Regions from separate parts of the Gasterosteus aculeatus genome. Here region 1 is linked to region 2. The links are chromatin contacts, called in public Hi-C maps. All regions are on one chromosome and are shown on one strand. Each heading gives the region's core, a stretch centred on a gene start, on an enhancer-like site or on the middle of the called end of the contact. The rest is flanking DNA. Distances are from core to core; before and after follow the strand shown.

Region 1 (2,700 bases), core at 102-2,601, 200 kb before region 2:
TCTCACTGCTTTCCCCCCTCACAGAATCCTTCGAATGAGGAGAGAATCGACTGGGAAAGATAGTAATAACAACGGTGATTTGGTAAATTACACTGGCAGCATATGGATGTTGTATTCGTCCTGGCGGTAGGCAGCGTTTTTTTCTTGTTGACAAATGGCAACACAATCGATGCTTTCATTACAAAATGTCGTCGTGGAGGTTGTACAGAAGAAAAACTGTGTAATGAAACCGCTAAATTCATACAAAAAAGTGCCAACGCACACGTCCCGGGACCGCCCCTGAACGTCTGCGTGGAGAAACATGAGTCACGGCCTGAACTCCGGTTCACATCTCAATCCCCAAGTCGAGTCAAAGCGCTTAAAGCAATGCAAATGTATTCCCAAACTTCCCTCGGTCACGCCAGAACCTTCCCCCCGGTTCGTTTCCCCACGTAGGGCCATGACGTCGGGAGCCGACACCCCCCGCCTCTGATGTCATCCCGCCGCGCCGCGGTGGAGCAGCAATTTCCTCCCGCGCATTCAACTCCCTCAATCTTTGATGTTGTCCCGCCGCCTCCGGCTTTAGAGTCCTCCATTGCTCTCAGACTGTGTGTGTGAGAGAGAGAGAGAAGGGTGAAGACAGATCAAGGCGAATGTGTGTGTGTGTGTGCGCCTTTGTGTCTTCTCCAGAACAATGTCCGCTTGACCCTGTCCGGCTCTGAAGGTCCCGCCTGTGGATGTCCAAACACGCCGGCGTTGTGCAGCTTCTGTAGCAGCAGCGTGCGTGTGAATGAGAGATGATTGACAGCTCAGACAGTAGTTGTGGTCAAACGCTGAGGAGAAACAAAGATGAAAGACGGGGAGAGGTTGTGGTCTACGGTTTGACGTTAGCCTCCGCGCTCTCTCCCTAAAACCACAGTTCTTTGTGTTTAAGTCAAGCTAACGTCACCGCTGAGACGACTCCTGCTTCCCACGCCGGAGTGTTCTCGAGGCTCCGGTCCACCGATTCGTGAGAAAGGAGCCGGTTCGAGAGTACGTTGAAGTGAGTGTATTTCCACACAGAAGACACAACCGTTGGACAAATTAAGAGGAAGAGATTTAAACCGCTCCCGCGCATATACATAAAAAAAGCCACTGCTGAGAGCTGCGTAGAATAGCTTTGCATTAAAAAGTCAAACAGTCTCCAAAGCGTAGCTCCTGTGTGGTTGCATTGCTAACCCGTTAGCCAAGAAATAATATAGACAGAAGACATAAACCCTTCAAACCCCCTGGTTTTAGTACAGATAAGACACATAAGCTACATGTTGATACGGCGGTAACCCTTTGACAGAGCTGGGCTCACTATTTGCGTCCATTCGGAGGATGTAAGCTAACGTCGCTTTTGAACACGGTCACAGAAGCTGACAGAGCGTTTGTATTTGAACTCGTCATTCACAACATAGCAAACAAATCACGCAAAGCTTCATATAAATTACAATAAGACAAACAAATCCACGATATTTCACCATCTTCCAATCTTGTCGATCGGATTTTCTCAGCCCATGCGGCATTTTTGGGAGACGAGGTGAGAGAGGAGACCAAAAGTCCGTCTGCGTGTTCTTCGGGGTCTAAGGGGTGTTCCCAGGTATTTCGGCTTTATTAACCTCTTTGCTTAAGCCAATAACCCGGTTGTGCCAGGCGTGCACGCGCCCCCCCGTGCGAGTGTGCGTTCACCCCGGCCCGCGTGATGCTTCTCGCCGATGCACTCACCTGTGATTCATTGAGATGGGAGCGAGTTCTCGTTAGCTAAAATAATCAGGATTTATGAGTCTCCTCTCGCTGTAAGTGACGGGCCGGAGGCTTCGCGCCACACAGACGCTCACAGCCGGGCTAATTGAGTTTGCTTATTACTGTCTCGTTCCTCTATCAAGGCCTCGTTCAGACCGGTCGTCCATCACAACACACACACACACAGACACACACTCAATGAAAGAGCAGTTTGTGCCTTGGCGCCTTTCTGCACGCGGCCCTGTAGCAATTTTCCTGTCTGGCAGCGTGTGCGGTTTCCCTGTAGATGCCACGTCGTATATGAGAAGTGGACGTAGTGAACATGGCGTCACCCACCGGTTTGTGGGCCGCTGTTTTGGCCATCGCCATCTTGGATTAAGGTGGTCGCCATTTTGGGTTACGGTTTGAAACCTGTGAATAGACCAATATATGGACGGCTAAGAAGTGACGTTGAGACGCCGTATGTGTGTGTGTGCTAGGTAAACACCCTGTCAATCATAGATGCCCCGCCCTAAAGCAACCTCCCTCTTTATGGTCTGTTTGACTGTAAATGGACCATCATTTACTAATGGCGCGTTTCCACCGAGCGGTACGGTACGGGTCGGGTCTGTTAACCATGGTTTGGCGAGCGTTTCCACCGCCAACAGTACCCTTACTTGATAGGCGTGGTGTATTCGAGAAAGTAGTGATAACGTCACTTGATAGGCGCGGTATATGACGGAAAGTAGATTGACGTCATTCGATTGCGCGAAAACTGAAAGCTAACCGCAAACCACAATGGAGGACGTACAGCCGATCCTGTTCTTGCTTCTCGATATGTGGCTGTTTGTCACAAGGAGACGACAACACCTGTGCCAGGTACCCCAACGGAAGGGTACCCAAAAGGTGGTACGGTACGGTTCGGATTTTTGGTACCTGGTTTCTCAACTTTTGGCAGTGGAGACACAAATAAAA
Region 2 (2,700 bases), core at 167-2,666:
TTGAGGATCTCGTCGCATGGAACCTCTCCGGTGGGTGAACGTGATGTTGGGGGAGTTAAAGTGAAGCAGAACGTTGTTTGCAGCGAGTCTCCAGCAGAGGTCTGTGTTCTGCAGGAGATGTCCCTTTCTATCCCCAAGCCATCGATGCAGGACGCTGCACATTTGGGTGCTTTAAATAATTGCTGGTATTTTACCATCTAAATTTAAATTAGTTTAAAAAATATCAAATGAATTTTATTTATTTATCATTCAAAAGTAAAACGCATTCGGGTAAACCTGCATTAAGCTCCTAAATATGTATATGACGAACATTCATTACACATAAGAAGAAAATAGAAATTTACTCAAAAAGAGACAGAAAGGGGGAAAATAAGTTAAAAAACTCTTTTTCAGTATTGTAGTTAACTGCGTTCGGGTCAGCTGCGTCAGCCGAACATGTGACTGCATTGTTTCCGACGGTCCCTGAAGGCGGCGCCGGGTGGAAATCCCGTTGGAATTTGAGCGTAACGGGCTGAAGTCGGCCGCTACACTTGGATGCGCATCGAGTGGACGTCAGTGACTCGAATACTTCTGTGTATTAAGCTGAATGAAATCAGCGTTTCCATTGAACTGAAGGAGAAATCACAACGACGTGTTTGCAGTTTGTCAAAACATCTGTGTTGTCTGGGCTGAAGTTATAGGCACGACTTGAGAAGAACACGAATCCCTCCTCGGAGAAGTGGAATTTTAATTAGTTTGCAGACTTTAATTCAGTTTGACGTGTTGGAGGCTGAGCAGCTGATCGATGTCACTCAGCTTCTTCCCCCCCGAAAGGTTTCATTTTTCTTTCTGGTTATAATCATCGGCGTCTGCTTTACTTTCCTCTTGGATTGGATTTATTGTTTATATCAACTCGTGCCCCGTTGAATGTGACAGATGATAATCAGCGCCAGCGTTTACGAACATGGTCACAAAGCCAGGTGTGTTTATTGCATATTTTACGCACGCGGTCATTTGAAAAAATATTCAGTTTAAATTATTATCGCTGGTTAACAACATCCGAGCTGACTGAGCAAAAGAGAGTCACGGAGCTTCTTTTTGTTGGCGTTAATTGTGAGGAAACCTATAAATGCGTGTAGACAAACAGCCGACACCACGCGCCTTTGTCCTGGAGACGCGAAGCTCCACAATCACCCCGAGTCCATAAAAAGACGCGCCGCGGCCTCCTCGGCTCGTCTTCCCCTTTTTGTGGCCCGTAAACTGGGATCACGCGGGTTTACCGCGGGTTGGAAATCAGTCACAGTCTGTCTAACTTAAGTGGAGCAGACAGGGATGATGGGCTTTGGGAAACCATTCATCGCGGCAAACACACACTTTTCAAGCCCCATTGAAGCGCTGACCTGCTCGGACGATCACAGGGCCGCGGGTCGGTTGCACCTCCTTTTGTCTTTGCTGATGTCGCCTCTTCTTTCTGGTCTCGTGTGAACCAACTTTCAACTTTCATATATATATATGATGTTCTGAGTGTCGTTTCTGTGCTTTTTCTAATGCACTAAAAGTGTTTAAACTCAGCGCAAAGTGAAACTCTAGAGGTGTTTGTTATTGTTGAATATTTGACATTATGTATTAATAAATAGATTGCTGACTCGCTGAACAAACTGGTGCACAAGCTAGCCACACAGGCCTGGTCACACCTCTCATTGCAATATCGGCGTTGATTAATGGAGAAATCATGTGTGCAACATTTAGGATTAAATGTTACCGAGAGCAAAGAAAGGAAAAAAAGTTGTGAGTAATAAATGTAAGTATAAAGTCCAAAGCTTTATATCAAACTCTAAATTATTTAACCAACATTTTTGATCACGCCGTAACTTATTAATGCCACATGTGCGCCTTTTACATCACATTACATCACAGGTCATTTAGCTGATGTTTTTATCCAAAGCGACAATAAGTGCATTTCAACCATAAAGAGACAAACCCAGAAGAGCAAGAAACAAGAAAGTGCAATTTCATCAAACAGGCCGATCTACAACTTGTTACAGATAAGAGACATTACAAGTACTATTTAAGTGCTACAGTTTGTTAGTGTTTTAGTGGCGGTGGAGTCTGGAGAGGTGGGTCTGTAGTCTGAAGATGTGAAGGTTCTCGCCGGTCCTGATGTCATCAGAGAGCTCGTTCCACCATTTAGGAGCAGGACAGCAAAGAGTCGCCTTCAGCCCCGTTTGTAATTGTTCCTGTCAGTTTGCGTAGTTTATGCGCACTCCACGCTTCCAAATCCAAGCTGTTTTATATTAAATGTGCGTGTTGCTTTTGCTCACATTCTCAGGTTTGTATCTGCAGTGCACACAAGCGTGTGTGTGTGTATGTGTGTGTGTGTTCCTTCATCCCTGCCAGTGTTGAGCCGAGGGCCCATCTGGCTCCTATGAGGGCCGCTGCTTCACGGTGCCTCAGCCTGATTCATGGGCGCTGGACAGCTTCAGCTGCCGTCCCGCTTCCACCGCTTTACATCACATACCTCTCCGAAAAAAAGAAAAAAACACTCCTCCTCCCGCCTCCCACCGCTCTCCCATCCGACAGGCCAGCTCCGCCGGGACGCTGTATTTCTCTGATTATGGGCAGTTCCCCACCCGTGAAACGTCGGCCGTGATTTACATTTGCTTCTGTCAATCTGCTCAACGAAATCCCTGCTTGTTCTTGGCTGCGCAAAGCCAGCGTTGT

What was found. Hi-C and Micro-C count contacts between places; a contact is called where the count stands out from the background.
Region 1: a contact with region 2 is called in a Hi-C map of skeletal muscle, with 7 times the contacts expected there. The contact joins two enhancer-like sites. A contact is called at or near these places in 3 of 6 Hi-C or Micro-C datasets (skeletal muscle and whole body).

What each region holds. Positions count from the first base shown.
Region 1 is chr1:2,342,567-2,345,266 of fGasAcu3.hap1.1, reverse strand. No RefSeq gene overlaps it. Among protein-coding and RNA genes, the nearest start is that of pxylp1, 12 kb to the left of the region's middle. Within about 2 kb of position 1,351, at least 1 of the 9 cell types and tissues checked has open chromatin away from gene starts, as enhancers often do.
Region 2 is chr1:2,144,822-2,147,521 of fGasAcu3.hap1.1, reverse strand. No RefSeq gene overlaps it. Among protein-coding and RNA genes, the nearest start is that of pax3b, 26 kb to the right of the region's middle. Within about 2 kb of position 1,416, at least 2 of the 9 cell types and tissues checked have open chromatin away from gene starts, as enhancers often do.